Linked DNA regions of Rattus norvegicus: region 2 is linked to region 1. Evidence: chromatin contacts called from public Hi-C data. All regions are on one chromosome and are shown on one strand. The core of a region is the stretch at or near the end of the contact, and the rest is flanking DNA. Distances in the headings are between cores, read along the strand shown.

Region 1 (6,656 bases), core at 2,246-4,745:
CACACAACCATTGTGTAACAGGCACTGCACAGTATCTGCTATGGACACCCATGAGGTGCATCTGCAGAGACGGTGTTTTCAGAGGAATTAAAGAGCCAAACCCAAGGCCAAACAGGACTGGATGTCCGACAAATGGGACGAGATGCAGGCTCTCACAGCTCTGCTTGAGTCTGCTCTGCATGGCCATTTGGACATGGTTCCCATTTATCTATGAGATTTATCTTAAATCCCCGCCCCACCACATAGGAATGCCCTGACAATGTGTAAGGAGAGTGCTGAACTCAAAAGATGCATGGTTCTTTAAAACATAACTAGAACCAGAGACGGTGTATGTGGGCACTGTCTGATGTGTGTGTCTGGGGATAAACCATAGAACGGAGCTGGAGGCAGGCTGACAGAGGGTCAGACGTCAATAGCTGATGGTCTCCATGCCCACAGAGAGAACTGTCTGTCTGTCTGTCTGTCTGTCTGTCTGTCTGTCTGTCTATCTATCTATCTATCTATCTATCTATCTATCTATCTATCTACCTTTCTTTTTATAAAGACAGGAGCTCCTGTAATCAAGACTGACCTTGAATATTTGATCCTTCTTGCTTCCAATTCCCATGTTCTGAAATTTTAGTCCTGTGCCACTAAGCCCAGGTTTTGTTTTATTTTGAAGTGAAATCAAAGCAACAGGAGATTAAGAAAAAGTGTGGAAAAGATAGGGAAACTTGTTAGGACGGCATTGGTGGGTGGGCACACTCAAAGCAGAAGGAGGCATTATGTGGATAAGGGAATGGGGCAGGACAGTGATAGAGGGGTCCAAATTAGAACAAGGTATGTGTGACACACACACAAACACACACATATGTATGACACACATATATGAACAAGATGTATACATATCTATACATGTATACAGCTCAGTTGTAGAGTGGGTTCTAGCACACACGAAGCCCAAACATCACAGAGCCACGTGTGGTAGAAACACACACCTGTAATGCCAGCCACTTGGGATATAGCGGCAGGAGGAGCAGGGGTTCATGGTCATTCTCCCACATGGTGAGCTTGAGGCCAGTCTGGAACACATGAGACTGTCTCAAAGACAAGTCAGGAAAATGTCAGCATGCCTACGTTTCTGGGATGGTCACGTGCAGGACCAATTGACAATGACTCTTAAGTGAGCTTACCACCCCCCTAACCGTGTGTGTTTTGAACCTAAAAGTTGGGATGGGAGAGATGGAGCAGTTGGCCCCTCGATGTGCGGACATTGAGGACCAGTTCTGATCTACAGCATCCGAGGGCACGCCAGGTGTGGTGTTATGAGCCTGTAACCCTGGGACATGTAAACATTGGTTACGTCATTGGATGTCCAGCAGTTTGCTGACTTCTGTTTGGAGGTCCAGACTCTAACCCTGGCCCTTGGTTTATCCCATGCTTTCTGAAGAGTCCACATAAGGCTGTTACTCTAATGAGCCACCTTACGGGGTGGGAGGTAAGTGAGTATGTGTCTCAAGCTAACAGAAGGGACCCACTGCCTGCTGAGGTAATCCCATGGGATAATTTTGTTGACTCTAAACTAAGGAATGACATCTTGAAGTTACAAAAGTCCTACAGAGTAGGCTGAGGACAGCATGCCGCTGCTCCCTGCCAATCTCTTTTCTTCACAGCCCATCAGTCTTCCTAGCCATTGTTTCCAGATGATCCTAGGATGTGTCTGGCTCTCATGCCCTACTGATCTCCCAGCTGCGTGCCCCAGTCTTTCCCCGAGGGGTTATTGGAGCCTCGCCCTGGTTTCTCTCTCTCCTGCTGGGAGTTCTGAGCCCAGCACCCTGTCCCTGTTGGGTGGCTTGTCTAGGAGATTTCCTTCTTTCAGGCTGCATCTCTTGGAACCAGAGCCATGGCTCATTTTGGCTACTCTATTAGACTTCTCTGGCCACTGTAACAAAGCACACTGGGTGGGTGGCATAAACTTTGGAAGTTTCTTTTGTTGCAGTTGTGGAGACAGAGGTCTAAAATTAGGTCTGCTGGCCTTACAGCTCAGGCTGCAGGGCTATGTACAGGCCCTGGTGAGAGCCTCGTCCTGTTCCTGGTAGCTGCTTGTATCCTTTGACCTTCAACTGCCTCCCTCTCCTGTCATGCTCTCTGGTCACAAGTCTTTCCTTATATGTAGATCAAGCCCCTCTCTTCTTTTTATATGAGCACATATGATACATTCATAGCCTAAACTCCCGAGAATGCTCGATTGAACCACGGACCTTCCCCCCATGTGAGGTACCTAATACACACAGCCTCTAGTAATGAGGACAGACATTTTTGGGGACTGAGTTTCAGCAAACCATGGCCTCTGCCCTTCACCATCATGGACCGAGGAGGAAGAGAAGAGTCTATCATCAGTTCCACCTAGAGAGATTCCTACCTCTGACTGAGCAGCTAGAACTGACCACAGGAGCCCTGGACCAGCAGACTTGGAACACACTTGAGAGAGTGGGGAGTGTGGAAGGAACCTGGCACTCCCGAAGGAAGATCAAGCTGGGGAGACAAAAGTGAGGGGCCAGACAAACCAAAGCCCTAAGGAGCGAGGCAAGAGTGTTTGTTTAACTATAGAATGTTCCAGAACTCTAAAGAGGGGATCAATGGAGAGCCCTCCTGGGGGAACCTGGAGACTTCGCTGCAGGTCACGATTAGGGAAGAGGTGCCAGTCAGCCTGGGCTTAGCGTGTGGATGTCTTGATTTTGTTATTTTTGTTTCCGTAGGGATTCCATGTTTCACTGATATCCTTCCATTCTTTATTTAATGTTGTGGTCAAGTTTGGGGTTGCCACGTCGGCGATCCGATTCCGTATTCTGTCGCTTTTCAGTGGCATCAGGTTGGTTTGCAGTGCTGCCTCCCTAGCGCGAGTCTTTGTCGCCTCCAGGGGCGCTCCTACTTCGCCAGTGTCTCAAGCTGAGGGTGGACCAAAACCCAGACTGTTATCCCGCACAGCGGGACCCCAAGGCGCTGTTTAAATTACGGAAAGGGAGGTCAAATGAGTTCTTGGCCCAGCTTTTGCGGCGTGCTTAAAGCCTGTTTCCGTTCCAAGAGGGATCACGCGCTCCTGCGCAAAGACAGCCAGGAGCTGCCGCAGCTAGTGTAGTTCATCACCCTTTCCCAAGCGCTCTGGCTGCGTGGGAAGTATACCGCGAGCCCACAGACCACTGTCTTGTGCAGAAAAGGGTGGAGGGTCCTGGCTGGGTCCCCGAAAATGAAATCACACAGAGAGGCTGGGAGGTTTAAGGGGACAAAGTTCACGCCCTGTCTTAGCACCGATTGTTTGCAATAGGTCACTTCCCCGGCCAGAAAGTATTAGAGAATTAGACAAAAGGAGGAGACTTTCCTGGTCACTTTTCCTGGTGCAGATTTTTAATTTCACAAAAAACCGAGTGGGGTTCCGGGACTTGCGCCCCGCCCGCTTCGTGGGTTCTCGTCGCGCGCGCGCCGGTAGGGGGCGCCCGAGCGCAGCTAAAAGGCGCTGCGGGCAGCGGGTGGCCTCAGTGGCGGAGCGCGGCCGCGGTGCGTGACCGGGAGCGGTCGCCGAGGGGCTGCAGCGCCGCTGGCACAGGACACCGGACGCCCGGCCACGGGCACCCGACGCGTTGCTCTGCACTTCCCTCACTGCGGTCCGCGCCCTGCCCGCCACCCACGCTCGGTCCCCACGCATTCCGGGCTCCCGATGGCCCCCGAGGCCAGGGCGTCCCCGCGCCTGCTGCTCAGGGCGGCGCTGCTTCTCCTGGCGGCGCTGCTCCCTGTAGCTTCCTCAGCGGGACCCCCAGGTACGCGCACTCTGGATTCCGCGGTTGGTCCCGCTGTCCTCTTCTCTGCCCACTGGCTTGTCACTCTGGGGACTGCTGTCCCGCTCTGGCTCTGTGTTGCCCGCGTGCATGTCTTGTCACTAACCTGTGCATCCTTGTGAGTGGTGTCAGGACGCGCTGGGTGTGGGCACTGGACAGTCAGAGTATGGGAGATGGGCTTGTCATCACCAACCGCACAACAGAACTGGGAAATGGAACTTGTCTAAGTGCCCTCACTTTCCAGGCAAAGGAAAAGAGAGGTGACTTTGGCATCGCACGGGGTAGGGGGCACTTTCTTTGGTCAAACTCTTCTCGGGGTTGAGGGTGAACATCTTTTTGTCATCTTCTTCACCTGACTGGATGTAGGATAGGGTCACTGGGGAACTCCGAGGGAAGCTAAGAGGCAGGATTGACTGACTGTACTCCAGGACCTGCAACTGTTGAAGTCCTTGCAGCCTTGGGAACTTTGCAGCTGGAAGAAGACATTTGTCTTTCGAGGGGAGAGGGAAGCCGCGCAGTCAGTGAGTTCCAGAAAACTTAACCCTTTCCAAAGGTCAGGCTGCAGCCTGAATGGACCCTTGCTTTGCACAAGAGGCTTGGCTGGCTCCTGTTTTCTTGAGTGTTTCACCTAGATGGTCAGTCAGTAGTGGGCTCTCATCCCTATGTCCTTGCGTCTTGGTTTCTAGCATGCATGCGTTTCCACACTTGGGAACGGTGGCTTTTATTTATGTCCTCTATTTGTAGGAACTAAAAAGTGGACTCCCCCACCCCACCCTTTCTCGTATTGCTCATTTCCATCAGGGCTCAAAACAAGACAAACTTCTTTTCCAACAAGCGCTACTAGTTTTGTATGCTGGTTTCTGCATTGATCTCCCCATAAGGATAAAGGGAGAGACCTCGGTGACCTCTTTGGTCGTTGTCATGCATATTGCCTGGTAGTGTCTGATGCTCTGACGGTGAGTTTCCCTTTTGTAAAAGGGTCATACAGAAGCAGGGGCCTTTTCTCTTCTGTTTGTGATCTCGAGGCAAGCATTCACTTCATATTTTATACAACGCCTGATGGAATGAGTCTCTTCTAGTTTCCCGTCTCCCCACCTACAGTCCCACAGCCTCGCTCTTTCTAAGCTAAAGTGTTCGGGGCTCTGAGTTCTTGTTACAGAAAGCGATCTGAGAGTGGGGCACTGGTAAGTGAGCTTTGTGATGGTTCCAGCCTCCCTCCTTCCTTTCTGAGTCCACAGTCAACTTAGGATGGGTTCTGCTTGTGAGTGTGGGAAGGCAGGGCTGTTTGTGCTCCTCATGGGTTGGGCAGTGTTGCCAGTGGCCGCTCTTTCTCTCGCTCTTTCTCTCGCTCTCTGCTCTGCAAATCCCTGCACTTCGGAATGTTGGAACTGGAAGACGTGTTGGCACTTCCCTCTACTGCGTTGACGTGGGATCTGCAGTAAAATGATGACCAGACTAGAAATGGACAAAGGAGACAAGCACATCTCCAAGTGCCTATTTACCGTACTTAAGTTCAATTAGGGAAGGGAAGAAGTGGGCATAGCAGCTTGCAGATAGCTCCTGCGCCGGGGAAGAAATCACGAAGCAGCATGTAATTTATTCCATGGGCTCCTTGAGGAGCCTTCCTGTCTGTCTGTCTTGCCGTTCGCAGTTTGCAGCAGCTGCTTGGATTTGTGTCTGGTGGGGCAAAGCCTCGGGCAGACGTAATTCATGATTCCTGCGAGTGGCAGCTGTCCGCCCCGTCCCTCCTCTTTTGGGTCCAGCATTTCTGAAAGGCAAATTACCCAGAGCCACAGGCATTCTTCTTGTAGCACACATGGAAGACTCTCATCTTGGGACAGATTAAAAAGAACAAAGTAGCAGGTGATGCCCCCCCCCATCACTACCATAGGTTACTAGGCAAACATTAAAGTAACAGGGGTGCAGGGGTTGGGGATTTAGCTCAGTGGTAGAGCACTTGCCTAGCAAGCGCAAGGCCCTGGGTTTGGTCCCCAGCTCCAGAAAAAAAAAAGTAACGGGTGCACCCAAGTCCATAGGACCGAAGCCATCCATGCACTTACAGCAGACACCCAGGGATGGCTAGGGGCCATCTTTAGTTTCTTCTAAAAAAGCTAAAGATCTTTTTAACTAAGTCCACAAGGTCAAAGCTATCCTCAAAGTAATATGAGTTCACTCTTGGCCTCTTTCCTGCATCGATATTCACCTGAATGGTGTAAAAGCTTGCTGGGTATAATAGATGGTACCTGACAGGGTCCAAGGCTTGGACACTGAAAACACTAAGTGTTTAACCCCAGGGATAAACACCTGTGGGACTCCCAGTCAGCACTTGAGTAGCTTGCTTTCTAAGTGGAATGTAGTATTTACTTTTAAAAAAAAAGTCTACAGACAAACTCTAGCTGCTGACTTGAATAGTTCCCGTACAGTTTTTTTCCTTCAAAAAATGAGCAAAGTGAGCCTGGTGCCTCTGCTAAAGTAATTGCACGAATTTCTTGTCAGTGATGCAACTTGAGTTTCTTGAGCTTGAAGGCAGCTAAGCTGTCTCTCCCCTGGTAGGTTTGAAACGCTTCTCTGTAGTAGAAACCTTTCCAATGGCAACAGTGACAGGAATGAATGTGGTTTTAATAGCAATATGAATGAAAATGTGCCTTCGAAATGTCACACGATGAAACACAGTGAGTCCAAATAGCGATCACACAAAATAGTGTATACAGGGGCCCAACATGGTGGCAAGCATCTGCAAAACCAGAGCTCCTGTAGCAAGAAAGATGGGAGGTGGAGATGGGAGAGCCTTCAAGTTACTTACGGTTGTAAGTCAGGTGCTCAGGAATGCACAAGGCAGCGACA
Region 2 (6,656 bases), core at 1,965-4,464, 330 kb after region 1:
GACTGGTATGAGGAGGCATCAGTGGGATGTGATCTTTGTGGGGTAAGAGAGCCTCTGGCAGTTCTAAATATTGAGACCAATGTGTGTGTAAATTGAGTTTCTAAAATTTTAAAACAGTCAAGAAGTCATTAAAAAAAAAAGGACAAAGCAGGCACAGGGTCTCTTTGGGTCCCTCAAAGGCAAAATATGCCAAGATGTGTGTCAAATTGGATTTCCTAAGGGAAAAAAATAGTAGAAAGCTGAATGCTGAACTTCTTGGCTTCTCGAAGGCTTCAAGACCTGAGAACAGTTCACGGGAGACAGAAGCGATAAGTCAGTGCAGGTAAAGCTGTTCTACGGGGCAGACAGTTAGTCCCTCAAAGTTCAGCCTATGTTCCTCTCCTTCGAGAAAACAAAAATGATACCCCAGCCTGGGGACATTTTGACAGCCAGATACAGATTAGTGGAAAGGCAAGACCCATGGTGCTGGCCTGGATCCTATCTGTCAGAAGCAAAGTCCCAGCTCTAGCAGAAAGCACAGCCGCTACAGCATAGGCCTATGGGCCTGAGCCAGGCTGAGCAGCGCAAGTTAGCCCCACTAAGACCACTGAGGTGGGTGGACGCATAGCAGCTCTGCCTCAGAACTGATGAGGTCAATAGCTCACTGAAAATGACTGGGGGTTGTGGAGGCCCAGACAGGATAGTTTCCCCATCACTGTCCCTGGTTGAAGAAGCTGAGACTAGTGACGTGACTGCCTGGTGCTAGGTTGGAGCTTGTTCACACTGCTTTTCTGGTACCCCTTAGCTGTCCAACACTAATTGGCACTGGCTTGGAGATGGCAGTGGTGAACCTCAGAGATCTGCCCAACCTCTGTAAAAAAATGTTTCTTTAGATACAACTGTCTTACGGGCATACAGAAGAGCAGTTCAGGGGTCAAATGATGGCACTCTGCATGAGTAGGAAACAGCACTGCTGAGTGTCGATGGTGAAGATTGTTGGACGGTGGGCTACCAGAAACCAAGAAGCTATTACACTATTTCTGGTTGCATGCAAGAACTGGATGATGAGCGCTTGTTACTGAAGACATTTCACGCTGTGGCTTTAGAACATGGAGAAGTCAGGTTTAGTTTGCTCCTTTTTCTGGCTGGCTTTCATGGTGCTGGAAGGTGCTGTGGGAGTTGGGGGCAGGGGGAGGGGAGGTGGGCTGTCACCATTCATCCTGTTCAACTACAGATTCTAACATGTTAAGTAAGGTGTGCCCACTGGTTACAATAGTGGCAACTGTTGATATCTGGGTTGTGACAGGAGCAACCAGGTGATTTCTTGAGTTTAACAACCATTTCGCATTCATATCTATAACTGTATACCAGAGCAAAAGCCTATGGTTGGAGGCTCTAATGGCTATTTCTGGTTGTCAACTTGACTATATCTGGAATGACTTACAATCCTGGAATGAAGACAAACCTGCGATCCAGATCTTGAGGCTGGAAGACACACATTTCTGACCTGGATCTTGGCATGGAGATGTTGAGGCATAGTGGCCATGAAAAGCTTAGGCCCAGGCTAAGGTAGTAGATCTACACTTTTAATCACAAGAGACTGAGACGAGGAGATCTTTGAGTTCAAGGTCAGCCTGGGACAAAGCAAGTTCCAGATCCAGGCATAGTGATACATACCTTTAATCTGGGTCACACCTTCTGCTGAGACCTACATAAGGACATTGGAAGAAGGAAGATTCACTCTTCTTCCACTGCTTGCACTTACTTGCCAGCACATCTGTTGGAACCTATAAAAGACCAGCTGAAACAACTAGCCTCATAGGACTGAGCAACACCTAGATACTTGTATTTCCCATCCACAGCTGGATTAATTGGAGTACAGATTGCAAGTCTTCACAATAAATTTCCTCAATATAGAGAGACATTTCATAAGTTCTGTGACTCTGGAGAACCCTGACTAATACAGAGGCTCATGGGCCCAGTGGGGTAGCCAGTGATATTGTTTTGTTAAACGGATGATAGGCCTATCTAATTGTCTTCTAAATATTTCTGTTTATACCCTTGGATTTCTGCTGCTAGCAGCTGGTCAAGGAGAAAGACTTCTTTTTGCAGTGGTTGGTATACTTCAGAGACTCCTCAAGGTCTTAAAAAAAATGACTTGTTATGAAATAGTTACTCAGTGCTTTACCCATCGAAGGAATGACATAATCAGGTAATATTGCTTCCTCAAGGATCAGAGAACATTGTATAAAAGAAAACCAAAAGAATATAAGAATGGAGAAAGGGGTGGAGTGCTGTGCAACTATCTCCTCCTAGAGGGAGGAGGGAGGAGGGGAGGAGGAGGACTGAGGCTCATAGGCTCAGAAAATAGATGAAACATGCAAGGCCCAGGAAGTAAATGAAATCTACAAGGCCAGGAGTTCCCAGAAGTTGTAAGATTCACAAGATCCATTCCTCCCTGGGAGATATATATATATATATATATATATATATATATATATATATATCAGTAATAATTAGTGGGGAGACCTGACTGTGATCCACTGAGATGCCTAAAAAGTGCAGGATGGTCCAGGTATACAGTTTTTATAAATCGCCATCCATACAGAATATGTGGGAGGGGAGTGCTATTCCATGACGTCATCCATGCTGGGTAGGCTAGCCCATGATGCAGCTGCCTTTGAGCTATCCATGTTCCTGTCAGTCACACCTCATTCATCCCTTGTAAGTAACACTAATAAACTCACTGGTTCACAAAGCTAGACTTGGGTGGAATCATTCCATGGCCTGTTGTCGGCACCCTATCTGGAGTGAATAGATATTTGTCAATATCTCCCTAGAGAAGATCAATCAGTGGTGGAGGGGAAGAGGAAAGGATGTTGAGAAATAAGAATCATACAATCCTTGGTGAATTTCTAAGAACTACAAGTTGGCCCCATCTTATAAAACTAAAACAGCTTCTCTCACAACTCAGCAATTTTATTACTGAGCCAAGGGTACACAGTTGGGCCCACAGCTTCAAGACATAGAGGTATGATGGCCAAAGAGTTTATCCATCTAGGCTGTCTTCACGGTTCCAAATCACAGAACGGATCTTCTCAGCCCTCAGAGAAAGGAACTGTGGCAATGGACCAAATGGAAATAAAAAGACTGACTTCTTATCCTGAGGCCTGTCATCGTGCTCCTGCATTCTCCTGCTAGGACCATAGCACAGGCCTGTGGTTTCCTCCCACTCCCACACGCACACTGGTTTCATCCTTGTTTGTGGCAGCAGCCATTGTGATGTCCCTCTCTGTCACACAGTCAGAGACACACTGAGCCTAACACAAGATGCTTATCAAAGCCGGAGCCCAAAGTCTAATTGAATAAAATATACAGGAGATAGTTTCATCCTGGCCAGCAGCCTTCTCCCCAAGAAAGTAAACAACCAGACATTTTGTTTGTTGAAGCCATCCAAAAACAGATCAGTCATTGTGTGGCATCAAGCACACGGGCCTCGTGGAAGTCCATGACGCTAACCTACTTCATGCAATGAAAAGTGGCCTGTATTCCCTAGGAAGCTGGGCCAATGCAGTGTCTTGGATATGTGTGTTAGACAGAGCAAAACTGATGGCCGTGCAGAGATAGAGAGAGCTTATAGCTCTGGCCTCACCCACACCATGCTGTGGCCCAGAGCCACCATACCCAGGCAGCAATCTATGCCAAGGAGATGGGCCTCCATGGTATCCATCATGCTATGATCTACAACACAGAATTGCAGCTGTCCATCTGCATCTATCACCTTAGCAAGATGCTTAATGTATTCTGATCGCGGCAGTTGATAATGGCACATCTTATTGCAATAGAAGTATATAGATAAACGTGTAACTATGCTCATGGTTAATTCGTTTCCATAGACAAAGTCAATGCTTATGGAAAAATAAATAAATGAATGAACAAGAATCTGGGCGTGGCCATGCACACCTGTCCTCCCAGCAGTTGGGAAGTAGAGGCAAGAAGATTAGGAGTTCAAGATCATTCTTGAAAAAAATAGAGAATTCAAGAATGGCCTGGGGTTATAAAAGCCCATCTCAAAGTGAAGGTGGGAAGTCAGGGATGGAGGGAAAGGGGGAAGTAAGAGAGAGAGAGAGAGACAGACAGACAGACAGACAGGAAGAAAGAAAGAAAGAAAGAAAGAAAGAAAGAAAGAAAGAAAGAAAGAAAGAAAGGAAGAAAAAAAGGAAGGAAGGAAGGAAGGTGAAAGGAGACAGAAAGGAACAGAGGGAGAGGAAACAAAAAGTTTTCTGCTTCTCCTCATGATGTCGTTTGGTCTAATGGTGGTAGAAGTTATGTTGAGGGTCTCACTATACTGCCCAGGTTGTTCTGGGCCCAAGCAAGCCCTGCCTTGGCCTTCAAAACAGCTGGGACTACAAGCACATGCCAGTGGGTCCCACAAGTTTCCCATTTTTCTATAGTTCTTTCTCTGTCTTTGCTTTTGCTTTAGGGCTTTCAGGATTAGATGATTGCAGAAGACAGACAAGAGGGTTTCAGTGAAGGGTAATATAGCTGATTCCCAGTAAGGAGAAGGACACTTTGTGTGAGTGTCAGCTGGTGGCGCCTTTAAGCGCACTGAGCAAAGCACAACGCCACTTGGTGTTTCCCTACATATTACCCACTTTGTACACTCCTGAATCAGGCCTGTTCTGCCCATCAATCACTGAGGTGGAGGGCTTTGCATAACAGAGTTGATTCGCAAAGTAGCCAACCATGGAGACAGGTAACAGAGTCCGAAGTTGGCTTTGCCAAGGATAAGGTTCAAGGATATCATGGGATGAGGTACTTGGCAGCGGATGGCCAGTGACCTAATCGTCGTAACTAGTCTTCACTGTTCTTCTCAGGATGGGAATTCAGAAAACAATCCGAGGTGGAAGTCTGTGGCCTCCTGACATCAGAAGGTCAGTCAGGTCCAACTAAAATGTGGTAGAAGTTACCTTCCAATCACGGAAAAGGAGCCCAGGCATGCAGCTGCTACCGTAAAGCCACAGGCCAGAGATGTCACCCACAGCAAGGTTAGCTGCACAGTTGGAGCACCTGAAAGCTTTGTTTTACAGCCAGCTAAAAGCCATAGTTACAAACAAGGGCAGCCACACACAGGTCACACAGGGTTGCTCTCAAGTGTGTACTTCTTGCACTGGGTGAGCTGAACCTCCACTCTCCAACGACTGAAGGGCTCTCAGCCACATTTCTGACTGACTCCAGTGCTCTCTGTGAGTCACATCCCTGCCGGGGCCAGTTTGTGCTTAATTCAAAGCTTCCCTCTAGGTTACACTTCACCACGAGCTGTGGGTATCACCAAGAGGTCATAGGTAGAGAATATGAAACCAAGTTTCATATTTGGTTTTTGTCCTGTAGTTGAACTATAAAACAGTTCTGTTCTTTGTTGATGTCAGGATTGTGTACAATTTAACATTGCGAATGGAGTGTTGGGGGATGGTTTTGTATACTGTGTATTCAGATGCTTATGTATATGCCCAGACAGCTACTTGCAGTCCGGATGATGGTATGGTCTTATATCTTATATCTCAATGTTACCTAAAAGTTGTTTTCCATCACCTTCTTTTTTTTTTTATAATGGCTTTTCGATGATTATTCTTTTCTAATTTTTTATTATATATTTCTTTACTTACATTTCAAAGGTTATTCCCCTTCCCGGTTTTCTGTCCATAAGCCCCCATTCCCTCCCCTCCCCCTCCCCCATATGGGTATTCCCCCTATACATCCCCCTTATTGTGCTCCCCCATATTCCCCTGCACTGGGGGTCCAACCTTGGCAAGAGCAAGGGCTTTCCATTCCACTGCTCCCCAACAAGGCTATTCTCTGCTACACATGCAGTTGGAGCCCTGGGTCAGTCCATGTGTAGTCTTTCGGTAGTGGTTTAGTCCCTGGAAGCTCTGGTTGGTTGGCATTGTTGTTTTTATGGGGTTGCAAGCTCCTTCAACTCTTTCAATCCTTCCTCTAATTCCCCCAAAGGGGGTCCTGTTTGCTGCTAGCATTGACCTCTGTATTGGACATGCGCTGGATGTGTCTGTCAGGAGAGATCTTTATCTGGTCCCTTTCAGCATGCATTTTCTAGCTTCATCAATCTTATCCAGTTTTGGTGGCTGTATATATAAGGGCCACATGTGTGTCGGGCTCTGAATGGCCATTCCTTCAGTCGCTGCTCTAAATTTTGCTTCCATATCCCCTCCTATGAATATTTTCCCCCTTTTAAGGAGTGGGAGCATCTGCATTTTGGTCATCCTTCTTCTTGAACTTCCTGTGGACTGTAGTTGCATCTTGGGTAATTTGAGCTTTTTGGCTAATATCCACTTATCATGAGTATACCAAGTGTGTTTTTCTGTGATTGAGTAACCTCACTCAGGATGATATTTTGTAGCTCATTCCATTTGCCTATGAATTTCATGAAGTCATTGTTTTCAATAGCTGAGTAGTACTCCATTGTGTAGATGTACCACATTTTTTTAATCCATTCCTCTGTTGAAGGGCATCTGGGTTCTTTCCAGCTTCTGGCTATTATTAAAAAAAAAAAGGTTGCTATGAACATAGTGGAGCATGTGTCTTTGTTGTATGTTGGAGTATCTTTTGGGTATATGCCCAAGAGAGATATAGCTGGGCCCTCAGGTAGTGGAATATCCAAT

What was found. A called contact is a pair of places that touch in the nucleus more often than the background predicts.
Region 2: a contact with region 1 is called in a Hi-C map of Schwann cells, with 4 times the contacts expected there. The contact joins the enhancer-like site here to the promoter of Fndc1 in region 1. A contact is called at or near these places in 12 of 12 Hi-C or Micro-C datasets (the A7r5 cell line, the Rat2 cell line, Schwann cells and 7 more) and 1 of 1 datasets of contacts at active chromatin or transcription factors (oligodendrocytes).

What each region holds. Positions count from the first base shown.
Region 1 is chr1:49,683,361-49,690,016 of GRCr8, forward strand. It overlaps Fndc1 (fibronectin type III domain containing 1), which reads left to right and starts at 3,496. Exons shown (of 23, transcript NM_001412560.1): 1 at 3,496-3,794. The coding sequence starts at 3,695.
Region 2 is chr1:50,017,742-50,024,397 of GRCr8, forward strand. No RefSeq gene overlaps it. Among named protein-coding and RNA genes, the nearest start is that of Sod2, 29 kb to the right of the region's middle. Within about 2 kb of position 3,215, at least 1 of the 93 cell types and tissues checked has an H3K27ac peak or open chromatin away from gene starts, as enhancers often do. A contact at or near this core is called in Schwann cells, where this site is marked.